2 separate regions of the Oncorhynchus mykiss genome follow, and region 2 is linked to region 1. Evidence: chromatin contacts called from public Hi-C data. All regions are on one chromosome and are shown on one strand. The core of a region is the stretch at or near the end of the contact, and the rest is flanking DNA. Distances in the headings are between cores, read along the strand shown. Region 1 holds the start of LOC110494710 (60S acidic ribosomal protein P2). Region 2 has its middle 11 kb from the start of LOC110494713.

What was found. A called contact is a pair of places that touch in the nucleus more often than the background predicts.
Region 2: a contact with region 1 is called in a Hi-C map of liver, with 3 times the contacts expected there. The contact joins the enhancer-like site here to the promoter of LOC110494710 in region 1. A contact is called at or near these places in 2 of 3 Hi-C or Micro-C datasets (blood and liver).

What each region holds. Positions count from the first base shown.
Region 1 is chr17:82,165,959-82,172,907 of USDA_OmykA_1.1, forward strand. It overlaps LOC110494710 (60S acidic ribosomal protein P2), which reads right to left and starts at 3,843. Exons shown (of 5, transcript XM_021570005.2): 1 at 3,691-3,843.
Region 2 is chr17:82,249,230-82,256,285 of USDA_OmykA_1.1, forward strand. No RefSeq gene overlaps it. Among protein-coding and RNA genes, the nearest start is that of LOC110494713, 11 kb to the right of the region's middle. Within about 2 kb of position 3,107, at least 10 of the 11 cell types and tissues checked have an H3K27ac peak or open chromatin away from gene starts, as enhancers often do. A contact at or near this core is called in liver, where this site is marked.

The DNA.
Region 1 (6,949 bases), core at 2,593-5,092:
AGGCAGGCAAACAGACTCCCCTGATGGAAGGCAGCACACTCATGAAAACCAACTGCTCAGCGGAAAAAAAAGGCTCTTTTGAGAGCTACCAGATTTATTATATTTTAAAAAAGCACATTTTTAGTGCCTGTGTTTATATGTTAAGGGGGTGTTACTTTTGCAGATGTCACCCATCTAAATAAAGTTATATATCTAAATGTATAGTGTTTATGTCCGTTTCATTGCTATGGTTTAAAATAGCTAATGTTGTAAGTGAAAATTAACTAGAACATTTTATATTTTGCAATTCTGAGTAATTACTAGTTTGGTAAGGATATACAATTTATTCATTACTACCGCAATTACTAAATAATTCCAATAGATGGCAGCATAAGACCACAAAATAAATTTCAGAAGTTTCGTTCTCCCTGGATACTCCCTTCACAGGAGAACTCCTGCGTGTGCATTTTTCTGTCTCCTTCCACACTTCTAACACAAGAGGAAGGACTGAACATGCATTTAACAGATTACTGTGAAGTAATATAATGATGATTCATGTTATTACTACTTGTTTTTATGCTCATGTTTTGAAAATATACTTCATTACTATAACTTTTATCAATAAGCCTGAACATTAATTCAGTCACCTCTGGTCAACAAAACATATTTTCCTTAGTACATTCATTGTCAAATTCATCAACCAGCACCGACCCGCTCTGCCTTCTCGCAAAAGTAGCCAATTCAACAAAGTCCTGCCAAAAGCGTGTGCCCTAGGCAGCAGCGAGCACTGACTTCTCTCGCAATCGAGGGGCATGTTGAGGTAATGCAACCACAAGGGTTGCATGATGTAATTTATTGACGAGCTGGAAAAAACACTTGTCTTTTCACTCATAATATGAAACACTAACAGAGCTTTTTATAATACATGTCTACTAGGGTTGAGGTATGTGCACCTGTCTAGTGATTATTTGACTAAGGTTCAATACCTGCTGTAGTCACTATTTTTTTCTCCCCCAAAAGCAACACAGGCCTAATATGAGATAAATAGCAACCTGTAAACTAATGAGTGACCATTTTAGAAAATCATGGAACATATAGTCAGTCTTTGGTTGCATGCTATTTTATGTCAATTATATTGCTGCTACAGGCTATAATTGATGCTTCATGGTCTTAATGTTGCCATCTATTGGAAATATTTAGCAATTAAAAGTTATTAATTCACATAAAGACATTGATGAAGTAGCTGATAAATAGTGTATTTTTCTTATTAATTCCTGAGATCAGTCTCAAACCTACCCCACCTATCCCAGACAATTGCTGGACTTTCACATATAGGTTATTAAGTCACACAGTTCAAACCACATTTGAAAAATAAAATGTGGCTTGTTTATCAAGTGTTCTGCCTTGCAATAAGAAATATCATAAAATAAAATAGCAAAATGCTTGCATTGGTTTTGATTAAAAACATCACTAAAAATGCTTTTTAGTACAATAACGGTATTTACTAACATAATATTTTTTACAAAAATAGCTTTTAAAAAGTGTTATAGGCTACCATACACAATAATTAGGGTTAAGGTTAAAGGCTAAAATAGGTTATATCTAGGGTTAAGGGTAAAATAGAAGACTAACCTATGAGGTTTAACGGCGGCTGGCATCCAATTTGTTGCATTACCGCCACCTACTAGACACAACTCCCTTGTACTTTACTTGAAAAAGAAAAATGTACTAATTAAATACCCTACCATCTAACACTATACTCACCAACTTCAAAATTATATAAAATAAAACACCCCTCTATGCCACTAATTAAACATTTATTCCTACCTCATGCCATCACCACTTAATGTAGTCGGCACATACGCTCATACAGGATAACACTTACATCCTAAATTCACTTTGTCAGGCAAAGACTCAACTTCAAAACTCAAAAGAACAATGACTTGTTTCCCCACTCTCGCCACCTTGTCTGCGTAACATCAAACGACAAATATCACATACACCGGGAATCTTTGACCTCAACATTTATATCTACCGCACCCCAGTTACCACTCCTTTCATTAGTGCCTTTTTCTTGAGAACGAAGTAAAACGAATGGGGGTACGTGAAGTGTTTTGAGCACATTCTTCCTCTGCCCAACAGAAACACAATCAATTTATCACTAGACCACTTCTGGTTACCCTCACCAATTCCACATGACCAAACTATTTTTTCACCCACCCGTGAAACCACAAATGGATCAGCCTAAAGGCAATAGTCCACTTTGTCCATAAACTTCACTCCTGTCAGACTCTTCATCCCGATCCTCGGTGCATACCTCAGTCTCTGGTGGCTTTACCGCACCTACCATTGCCAATACTTCACCCTCATTCACTTCCATTTCTCCTCCTGTCTTCTGCTCCCTATGCTTACACTTTCTACCAGTCTTCTTTGACAAACCATCTCCCTTTTCCCCACCATTTTTATCAGACTCAAGCTCACCCTCAGACCTCTTCTCCCTCTCCTTTTCCCCCTCTGTCTCTGCATTGCTTTCCACATGCAAATAATTAACACAAAGCATTACCCCATAGGAGGCCTTCCCATTTGTCTCACCTGTGCTGGAATGTAGGTACCTCAGATAATGACTAGAGCTAAAAATAGATTATACCTAGGGTTAGGGGTTTTAAGGCAAAAAACTATTGTTTATAGCTCTTTTGCGCCTCCCTGTGGCCATAATCTGAGGTAGCAACAGCATCAGATCTCCAAATCAATGAGCTAGACCTATCCATTTGGTTTGCAACTAGGTGAACCTGTACTATTGAGCACATTTTGACACATCAAATTATCCAGCAGCCATCTAGAAACAACAAATCGTCAAAAAAAATAGGTTATTTCTAAATGTAAAAAAGAATGTATTCTGGCTGTTTAATAAATCGGCCACATCTTGAAACTTCGTTCAGGGACTTGCGGTTTGTTTAGGTTTACACCTTTTTCTGAAGGAGGTCACAACAACGTGTACACAGGCGAACAGTTAACTTGCTCACCAAGTAGCCTTGTTGATAATAAGTTACTTGAGATAAGCCTATGAGTTTAATGTGGGCACGTTTTGTGAAGTAGGACAATGGGCTGGGAATAGAACGTTCTGGAGGCGAGTTGGAGCCACGGTGCTCAATAGATCTAATAGGAGCTGGCAGGGTGAAAAATGCCCTAAAATAAGATCTGTTTTTTTCGCAATTACTTAAACTATGGCAAACAGTTAGGACAGATGGTAATATTATGAAACTGGGCTACACTGCGGATGTAATTAACCAGTTATGACAAAGAAACGTTAATTTCATATGTCCAGCCTAGCACAGGCCACGGTCAATATCTCAGTGGGCTACACACTGAGTTTGTGTCATTGTAACATTCACTCTTCCCCCTCCACTTTAACGGTCCTACAACATTAAACGTTATAATAATAAAATTACAGTTTAAAACACAACACGGGCTTTCTTGTGCCCATTTCCATGTAATTATTGGTGCTCATGCAATGGTGTCATGTTAGTTAGCTAGTAAACGCTGACATTAGCTTCAATAAAGCTAGCAAAACTTGCACGCGCCTTTTTTTGCTAACGTGGAACAGATGTTGTACAGAATGGATTCTGATCATATACTTGCACATCAAAACATCTTAACTATAATACTGACGCCGTTTTGATGGACGAACACGTATTAAATAGTTTAACTTACTTTAAGTCTGTACAGACACGAAACGTCGGTCACGCTGAATCTTCCGGAAGAGAAAGAGGGTCGTCACCGGAAGGTAGAGGAATTTGTAGTGCCCAGATATTATTGGTCCATCATCACGCCTCGTCCAAAAAAATCAGCTTGGACGAGCGCGCTGGACCACGGGCTAGGAGGTCGAAGGTTCGAGACCTGCTCCCTGCTGTTTCATTACAGTAAAAATACATTACCACCGTAAATAGTTTTAGGATCTTTCAATTTCTTCGCGACATAGCTAGGACTAAAACATGTTTTTATGAACATGATTTTCAGCAGCAGCACATTTTGTCCAGCAATAAGTCATGCCATGACGAAATTAAATTATTATTTGGAATGTGTGATTCAGACTAGGGGTAGGCTAGTTTAGTGTGAAACCAAAGAATATCTATTTAATTGACAAGATAATCGAGTGAACACTCTAACAATGGAAATACATGTATTTAAAGATGGAAGTCAGGCGGTCGAAGGCCAGAGCAGATGGGACCATTCTAGCGAATGAGAGGTCAGATTTACGTTTGTGGCCGACAGGCGTACTCAGATATAAAGTAGTTTTTTTTTTGTGCCGAAATGCCACGCGTGCCAAGTTGTATCGGTGAATACGTAACAGCCTAACCAGTATAAAACGTGTATTCAATCAAATAAGCCTATGTAGCAATTATTATTATTATTTTTTTTAACAAATTCGACCCTTTTCATTGATCCTCATAAAAAAAATCCTAAATTCCTAGTCTTATTTTAATGAACAGATATTGGGTAGGGTAAACCCTCTCCCTTCACCTCTCCCTCTCTGGTGAAACTGGCACTGGTACACATCCAGAATAGTCCATCTCTGGTATGGGCAACCTATATCATGGAACCAAAAAATAGTCTATCAAACATAAACCACGCCGCAGAATAATAACCAATTATGAATACACACAGTTTAGTTTATTGAATAATTGACAATCTTGGACTTCAGATTACATCTAGTTGATTTTGCACAATCAGAAACAAACAAAAACAGGAATTCCAAACAGACAAAACAATCTATCACATTTCAAATATTTCTGTCAAAGCAAAGTAGCCTACTGACAAATAATAATCTCTGGTGTGGTGATCCTCGGGTGATCATGAGGATGTTAAGCATCTTTGTCGTTGTCATACTGTCCAATTGGCCTACAGTTCAATCATCTCCTTCCCTTCCTCCTGGGTGAACAGGTATGTGGCAAAGTCAAACAAAAACACCTTAATCTTATGCCAGTTTGACACCCACCATGTTTTGTTAATAAACTCCCCAAACAGCAGAAAGAGGGAGAAGATGACAGATGTGATGAGGAAGACAAGAAAGCAGCGGTAAGTATAGTAGGTCATCTTCTCCTGGCAGGTCTTCTGATCCCAGGGCACGGCGTTGCGGGCCTCGACATAGCGGATTAAGTGTAGCAAGGCAGCATCGTCCTCCCCGGTCATCCCCCCCAAGGCCTGTAGCAAGGCAGCCTCCTCCTCGGTTACCCGAGGCTTCTCAGCCACCATCTCCCTCTCATCTTCAGTAACCCCGTCTCCCTGTGCCATCTCTCTTAAGAATTCCTCTATCGGGTGATTCTATGAATCACGTCACCCTAGTTCAGGATTTCAGGTTTTTGAGATATCAATGGTCAGAAAACTGAAGAACAATGAGAGATGGAGAGAAATGCAGACCGTCTGGTGATTATAGTTTTACAGCACCAATGCTGCTTGAGTGTCCTTCCTCAAATTGGTATCCAGTCTGTCGATCAGCACTCTCAGATCTCTGATAGTTTAGCTTCCATTGTCACCTCTTCTGTTGTTGTCTGGCTTATTTTTTGTTTATCCTTTGAATGGTTATTTTTAAACTGGAATCAATAATGATCTCACCCATGCATTATACTGTCTTCTTTTCTCTCTGTCAGAGCTCAAGCGTCTCCAGGGACAGTTTGTGTTGGACAGGCTGTAGGGCAGAAATTTGTAGGCTGATTAGTGAGGTCAGGACAACTCACTAAGAAGATACAAGAGATTAAAAACAGTGGTGTAGTGGAGGGTAAACGGAAGTAAATGTATTTTATCCACTTTTTTTATTGCTTGACAGTTTACCCACCTTTTGCGGAATAATTATTAAAAGTATAGGCAGCATTACTATTTTTTTTTTACTGCAACCAGTGATCAGAGTTTACCACTACATCACTGATTAAGAGACTTTTCAGATTGAAAAGAGTTGAAGTAGAGGCAACGCTACGAGATTTCAATTCCCATAAAATGTACATTGATGATGCACTATGCAGAAATCGCTCCGCCATTTTCAGGTTGCTAAAATTCTAATAGTTCGATTAATTCCAGTTTGTGACAAAACAAGCAAGTATAGTGTAGAGAATCATTGTACCATCTAAACCACTGTGAAATATATTTTCCATAACCAAAAAATATTGTATTTTCAACTGTTTGAAGCTGCTTTACAAAACCAAAAGTAAAATACACAAAAACGAAACTTAAGACAGGGAAGCATAGAAATTGTACACCTAGAACAGATCTGCCTCTTCTTATTGCAGCTTTAACTTTTACATGATCAAAGGAATGTCACATCCCGAGAGAGAGTTGGGGGTTTCATGACACTCATTTTTGCTCCACAGCTCAAATGTATTGTAAATATCCCAGTATAGCCACTAGTCAGTAAGCATGCTAATAACAAACTGTTCGACTATGAAAGCAACATTCCATCATATAGCACTCTTGAATGAATAATGCCACCAGACCACATTACACCCTTGAATAAAGCAACAATTCAAAACCACGTTGGACAGTTAGAGTTTTTTTTATTGTCCGTACACTCATTACATTTTTGCTTCAAGACAATAGCACAGATACTGCTAGCTAGCTACCCACTAGGCACAGACATTAGATAAACATTTAGTTTTGAATTACATTTGGTTGAGTTTTCAACTAATGTGAATTCAATGTGAAATCAACCATTTTTTTTTGCCATTTCATTGGATTTAGGTTCAAAGTTGGGTTAGAAAAAAAATAAGAAATGCCTTTAAGTTGATGACCTTTTGCAAATCCTATAAGTTTTCCACATTGATTCAATGTCATCACATTGAATTTTGGGTTAAAGGGACGTAGAAACAACTTTGATTTAATCATTTTTTTCCCAGTGGGTAGCTAGCTATGAACATGTTTCATCAAGTAACGTTAGCCTATATATATATATATATATATATATATATATATATAAAAATAA
Region 2 (7,056 bases), core at 1,857-4,356, 83 kb after region 1:
TAGGGTTGCCCTCCCTCTTCGGGGAATCCTGGCTTTCCTCTCTCTTCTCCTTTTACTTGTACCAAGTATTTTTCAGACAAGGGTTTAGCAGTTTAAGGCAAAAGCAAAGTGTAACATTATCCACTTTTTCTTATTTGGATATTTTTATTGTGTGGATTGGAAACACTTGAGAGGCTGGTGAGAAATGTAAAAAAGCCCTCGATTTTTTTATTTATTAGATTTCACACAACACTGGATCGGCATCGGCCTGCTCTAGTAACCTTTTCCTAATGTTACCATTTGACTGTTGTGTCTTGTCTTTTTGCTGTGTAGAGTTTCCATGGTAACACCTGAGGGAGAACGCTGGGGTTCCAACGAAGAGAGATGCGAGGCCGCTGTCACGGAGAACTATCGAAATGTGATTCTCAGGAAAATGTGACGTCCTGGAGTTAAGTCTAACCGTTTTGTATCGTATCTACAATTAGATGTCTCGACTGATAAACATGTGGTTGTTTATTTCAAACAAATAAAACAATAATATTATAAAACAACAATAAAACAATTCTGAAAATACACCATGTATTTGATACCATTCCACTAATTCCACTTCAGTCATTACCATGAATGAGTCAAAGGGCTTCTGAGTGGCGCAACAGTCTAAGGCACTGCATCTCAGTGCTAGAGGCTTCACTACAGACCCTGGTTCAATTCCAGGCTGTATCACAACTAGCCGTGATAGGGCAGCCCACAATTGGCCCAGCATTGTCTGGGTTAGGGTTTGGCCAGGGAAGGCTGTCATTGTAAATAAGAATTTGTTTTTAACTGACTTACGGAGATAAAAACTAAAAATAAAAATGAGCCTGTTCTCACCAACTAAGGTGCCACCAACCTCCTGTAGTTTCTACGTTTCTTTCCCTCTCATTGGTTGTGCTTCACGGAGCACTCTGTCTGTGAATAGAGTTCAGAGAGAAGGGCTTATCAGGTGATAGCAACCACACCTCTCCTCATAAACAGCATCATGTTGGCCGGGATCTCTCTCTTGAACTCACACGCCATGGCCTCAACTGTCTGAGTATACTGCTCTACAAAGGTATACTGCCCTATACCCTATATACGGATCATAAAATGTTAACCAAATTCATAGTTACCGTTATTTGCCTTTGTAGGAAAGTATACACTAACTATGTTTTATGTTAGTATACACTACCGTTCAAAAGTTTGGGGTCACTTAGAAATGTCCTTGTTTTTAAAAGAAAAGCACATTTTTGGTCCATTAAAATAACATCAAATTGATCAGAAATACAGTGTAGACATTGTTAATGTTGTAAAGAACTATTGTAGCTGGAAACGGCAGATTTTTTATGGAATATCTACATATGCTTACAGAGGTCCATTATCAGCAACCCTCACTCCTGTGTTCCAATGGCACGTTGTGTTTGCTAATCCAAGTTGATCATTTTAAAAGGCTAATTGTTCATTAGAAAACCCTTTTGCAATGATGTTACCACAGCTGAAACCTGTTGTTCTGATTAAAGAAGCAATAAATCTGTCCTCCTTTAGACTATTTGAGTATCTGGAGCATCACCATTTGTGGGTTCGATTACAGGCTCAAAATGGCCAGAAATTCTGAAAGTCGTCAGTTTATTCTTGTTCTGAGGGGTCTCGTGGTTGATTTGGAATCCAGTGTACGAGAAATGCTCCATGCACAACGATCATAGATCAGGGATTCCTGTTGTGTATTATTATTCTATTATATTGCCCTGAGAGCCTGGTGCTGGTGGTTCTAGAACATGATGTTTTTTATAGTGAATAGTAAAGAGACCTCCTGCCATTGTCCCTGTCTTCAACTCTCCTCTGAACAGCAGTTCCTTCAGGCCCTGATTCATTCAGCCCAAATCTTCCTGTTTCATCTTCATTGTTTGCCCTTCCTGAGATACATCTCTCTCTTTTTTTCTTTCTCTCTCTCTCTCTCTCTCTCTCTCTCTCTCTCTCTCTCTCTCTCTCTCTCTCTCTCTCTCTCTCTCTCTCTCTCTCTCTCTCTCTCTCTCTCTCTCTCTCTCTCTCTCTCTCTCTCTCTCTCTCTCTCTCTCTCTCTCTCTCTCTCTCTCTCTCTCTCTCTCTCTCTCTCTGTGTGTGTGTATGATTCACCTTTACAGTGCACAGGGTTCATGTCCTCAACCCAAAGATTGTATATAAATGGACAAAGTCATCGATCACGTGACACCATTCATACCAATGTGAGGACTCAATAGCACATTTGAACCCAAGGAAGTCAGTTAAGATGGTGTCTCATGGAGACATAAAATGCGCAGTTTGAGCTACTCCAGGAAGTGACGTTTCAGGCTAGCTCAGTGCTGCCCCCTCTCATTAAATAACTCCAGTTGAAGGCCGACCTGGGTAGGCAGGCTGCCATTAGCAACTAAATTATCGTTATAACGTCTTCTGTGTGTGATTTTAAAATATTCAGTTCAAGGATATACATCTGGTGTATTAGAAGCAATTAGTGGTACCTTGAATGCCTTGGATTTGTATTTATTTACACAAATATTTAGCACAAATATTTGCATCCTGTTTCTTTAATAAAACAATGCCTATAGTACAGTGGTTGGCCTTGAACTCCGTGGCTTCAATGAGAGGGGCCAGTCGTTCTCCCCTTCCTCAACCACACTGCCTGCTGGTTCGGCCATAACTGGCAAACTGAAATATCAGAATTTCCCCTGGAGCAGTACCTGGCTTTGTGTACTTAATAACATAGTTTCCTGCCAGGTCACTGTTTGCGCAACCTTAAGAACGAGTCTCCTGTCCTGCCCTTTTATTTTTGAGCAGTGTATTTTGTGTTTTGATTTTGTTCTGTTTTGTTGTTACAGTTGTTGATGTGTCAGAATGTTGCTTTAACTAGGTTTTCTTGGTATGTCTTGCCTACTTATCATTATGGATGCGATGTTAACCCCCATCCTGTCATGAGTAACACATTCAGCACGAATAACAACAGTAGGCCTACAATACATGTCAAATTGCTGTGAACACACACACTATCCCCCCCATTCCCCCAGTTACAGTCAGCTAGGAGTACTGTCTCTTTAAGATCTTGACGCCCTCTCCCCAACACCCCTGAGGTCATTGGCCTTCCTTAGGCTGCCTGCCAAGTGCTGTGTTACTGTCAAGGGTTTACAGAAATGGCAGCAAAGCCATTAGTCTAGACTCTTTTCAACAGGCAACAGGCTGGCCAGTGTGAGGGGCCAAACAGAGAGGAGAGAGGAGGGGACGGGAGGAGGGGGCTTTCATTGAATAGCCTGAATACTGATTTACTGTTGAAACACAGACAGGTGCAGTCTGCAGATTACATGTACAGTACATGTGACCTACAGCCCTGTATACTGTAAAGGCTGTATAGTGTAAAGGCTGTATACTGTAAAGGCTGTATATGGTACAAGTGATACTATCATTACTACAGTATGACTGATGTTACTGGTTATGCCTACTGATACAACAAACAATTAGATTACTACTACTACTACTACTACTAATTTGACTAATTCAACTAATAATACTGCTACTACAACTACTACTACAACTAATACTAGTACTACTACTAATAATAATACTGATACTTCAAATACTACATCTACTACTACTACAACTAATACTACTACTACTACTACTACTACTACTACTACTACTAATACTACTATGAATACTACTAATGCTGCTGCTACTACTACTACTACTACTACACCTACTACTATTAAAACTACTACTGTTACTACTAGCACATGCCCTACTAATACAACGAATACTACAACCAATACTACTAACACTAGCTACTACTACTACTACTATTAATACTAGCATATGATCTACTACTACTACTGCTAATACTACTAGCATATGTGCTACTAATACAACTAATACTACTACCAACACTACTAGTGCTACTGCTACAACTACTACTACTAATACTACTCCTAATACTACTAGCATATGACCTACTACTACTACTCCTACTAATAGTACTACTACTATGTCTAATACTACTACCACTACTACTCCTACTAATATTACTACTACTATGTCTAATACTACTACCACTACTACTTCTACTACTACTCCTACTAATACTACTATGACTAATAATAATACTACTATGACTACTACTACTACTACTACTACTACTACTAGCATATGACCTACTACTACTACTACCTGTTGATTTGACTAACAATACATTACTACCACACCTCTCTGATTCAGGAGGGTTGGGTTAAATGCGGAAGACACATTTCAGTTGAATGCATTCAGTTGTACAATTGACTAGGTATCCCCCTTTCCCTTTCCCATTTACTACTTCACCACCAGTATTATATTGACTAATAATATAGTACAATTAATGAAAATGTAGTTACAGTTATCAGTTAGAGTGAAGTCTAAATGCAATGTAAGTACATATTCATAATGAATAACACATGATCATCACACATTTTGCTTAAAGAAACATAGAAAGTAAATATTGTAGGGGCCTGTGATTGACTACCCCTTTGGTTAAATGATCTGTGCTGTCTGGGTTCCTTGGGACATCCGTACATTGCGCCCCCATGTGGTGGTGCTGGCTCCTGCAATGCTTGTGGTATACTGACATTCAGCAGCATCAAGTGGTAGAAAGTGAGAACTACAACTGTGCATCATATGACTAGTAATATGCTATAACACCATTCTCCACCATTGGTAAACACACACAGGTTTACGTTCATATACTAGAATGAATGTTGAATCTTTTTTTTCTTATCGTGGCCAGGTCAGAGCACACTTTGGATAGAAGTTGACACTCCAAACCTATCAGAACTCACCATTTCTTCTAAAATGGATTGAAAAGTCCCCAGATGGTGCAGAGCTGATTAGTGTAAGCTGTAATGGGGGGAGAGGGTAGGGTGGCGGGTCAGGATGTCTTGTCCTGGTGGGGTGGGTGGTAGTGGCGGAGACCTGCTGCCCTGCTAGAAATCTGATTAACAGGTTGAGGAGCCCAGTTGAGGGGGCCAGATCATGTGTGGGAAATTCTCTTGGTGAAGTGGTGCTATGACCAGCCAACATGGCCAGGATCAGTATGGGACCCCTGTGGGCAGTCATTGTGGAGGGCTGTGTGTGGGGAGACCACCTGACCACAACACAGAGTACATCCAATGATCAGCACCCACTTAGAGCCAGTCAAAGGTATTTAATATGTCATTCGAGATGGTGTAGCAGTCAGGCGTCTTTGTCTTAATCTTGTCGTGTCCCGTGTATTTATATTTTTTCTTCACATATATTTCATATATATTTTTAAAATATTTTTAAACTCCAACATACTCTCCTGCAACCCGCCTCACCCAATGTGGTATGGATCTTCTATTTCCTTTACTTTAGAACTGGAACCCCCAACAGAAGCTAGCCAGCTAACTAGCTACTAGCTAGTAGTCAGCTAGCCACTGCTAGCGGTAATCAGCTAACCTTTAGCCCGGACAGCTCCTGGCAGTCTGCACAGCGTGATTCAAACCAGAGCATACCGGACTCTTTTTCCCCACATCTCCGGATTCCTACCGCAAGCTCTGAAACTTTCCACCTGGATCATTGTAGCTAGCTAGCTGCTGTCCGATTTGCTACTCCTGGCTGACGTCTCTGCCCCGAAGCAAGCACCAATTAGCCTGGAGCTAGCCTATGCTAGGCCCATCTCCCGGCTAGCTGAAGAGGTCCATCAGCCACTTCCTTGGGCTACATTACCTATTTTACCAATTGGACTGGACCCCTTTACTGCCGATACGGAGCCCCGCCGATCCTTCACAACTGGTCTACCGACGTAATCCGCCCGAGGGGGTTTTCAACAGGCTCCTCCGTCGCGACGTCCCCTGAATGCCCATTTGCTAGCCTGCTAGCCGCGGTCTGCTAGCTGTCTAGAGCATATCAGACTGTTAGCTGAAGAGGTCCATCAGCCTATTTTCTTGGGCTACAATACCTATTTTGCCAATTGGCCTGGACCCTGTTACTAAACTGAGCCCTGCCGATCCATCATGACTAGTCTGCTGACGTAAATGCCCGAAGGGGCTACAACTGACTCTTCCGTCGCAATGTCCCCCTAAGGCACTTCTGCTAGCCTGCAAGCCCCAGCCCGCTAGCTGTCTGAATCAACGTGTCTCCAGCTCGCCTCGCTACTCACTAGACCCCATGATCACTCGGCTACGCATACCTCTCCCTAATGTCAAAATGCCTTGTCCATTGCTGTTTTGGTTAGGGATTATTGTCTTATTTCACTGTAGAGCCTCCAGCCCTGCTCAATATACCTTAGCTAGCCCTTTTGTTCCACCTCCCAAACATGCAGTGACCTCACCTGGTTTAAATGGTGTCTCTGGAGACAATACCTCTCTCATTGTCACTCAAAGCCTTGGTTTACCTCCACTGTATTAAAATCCTACCATACCTTTATCTGTACATTATGCTTTGTATCTATTCTTCCATGCCCAGAAACCTGCTCCTTTTAATCTATATTCTGAATGGACTAGACGACCAGTTCTTATAGCCTTTAGCCGTGCCATTATCCTACTCCTCCTCTATTCCTCTGTTGATGTAGGCCCTGCAGTGCCTAGCTCCACTGCCATTCCCCAGGTGCTCTCATGTTGACTTCTGTAGCCATAAAAGCCTTAGTTTAATGCTTGTTAACATTAGAAGCCTCCTCCCTAAGTTTGTTTTAGTCACTGCTTTAGCACACTCGGCCAACCCGGATGTCCTAGCCGTGTCAGAATCCTGGATTAGGAAGACCACCAAAAAAAACTGAAATTTAAATCCCTAACTATAACATTTTCTGACAAGACAGAAATGAATAAGCATGCAGAGTTGCAATCTACTGCAGAGATAGCCTGCAGCCTGATAGAGTTCTGTAATACAATCCAGGTCTGTGCCAAAACTTTTTGAGTTTCTACTTTTAAAAATCCACCTTTTCAGAAACAAGTCTCCCACTGTTGCTGCTTGCTATAGACCACCTTCTGCCCCCAGCTGTGCCCTGGATATCATATGTGAATTCCTTGACCCCATCTATCGTCAGAGCTCGTACTG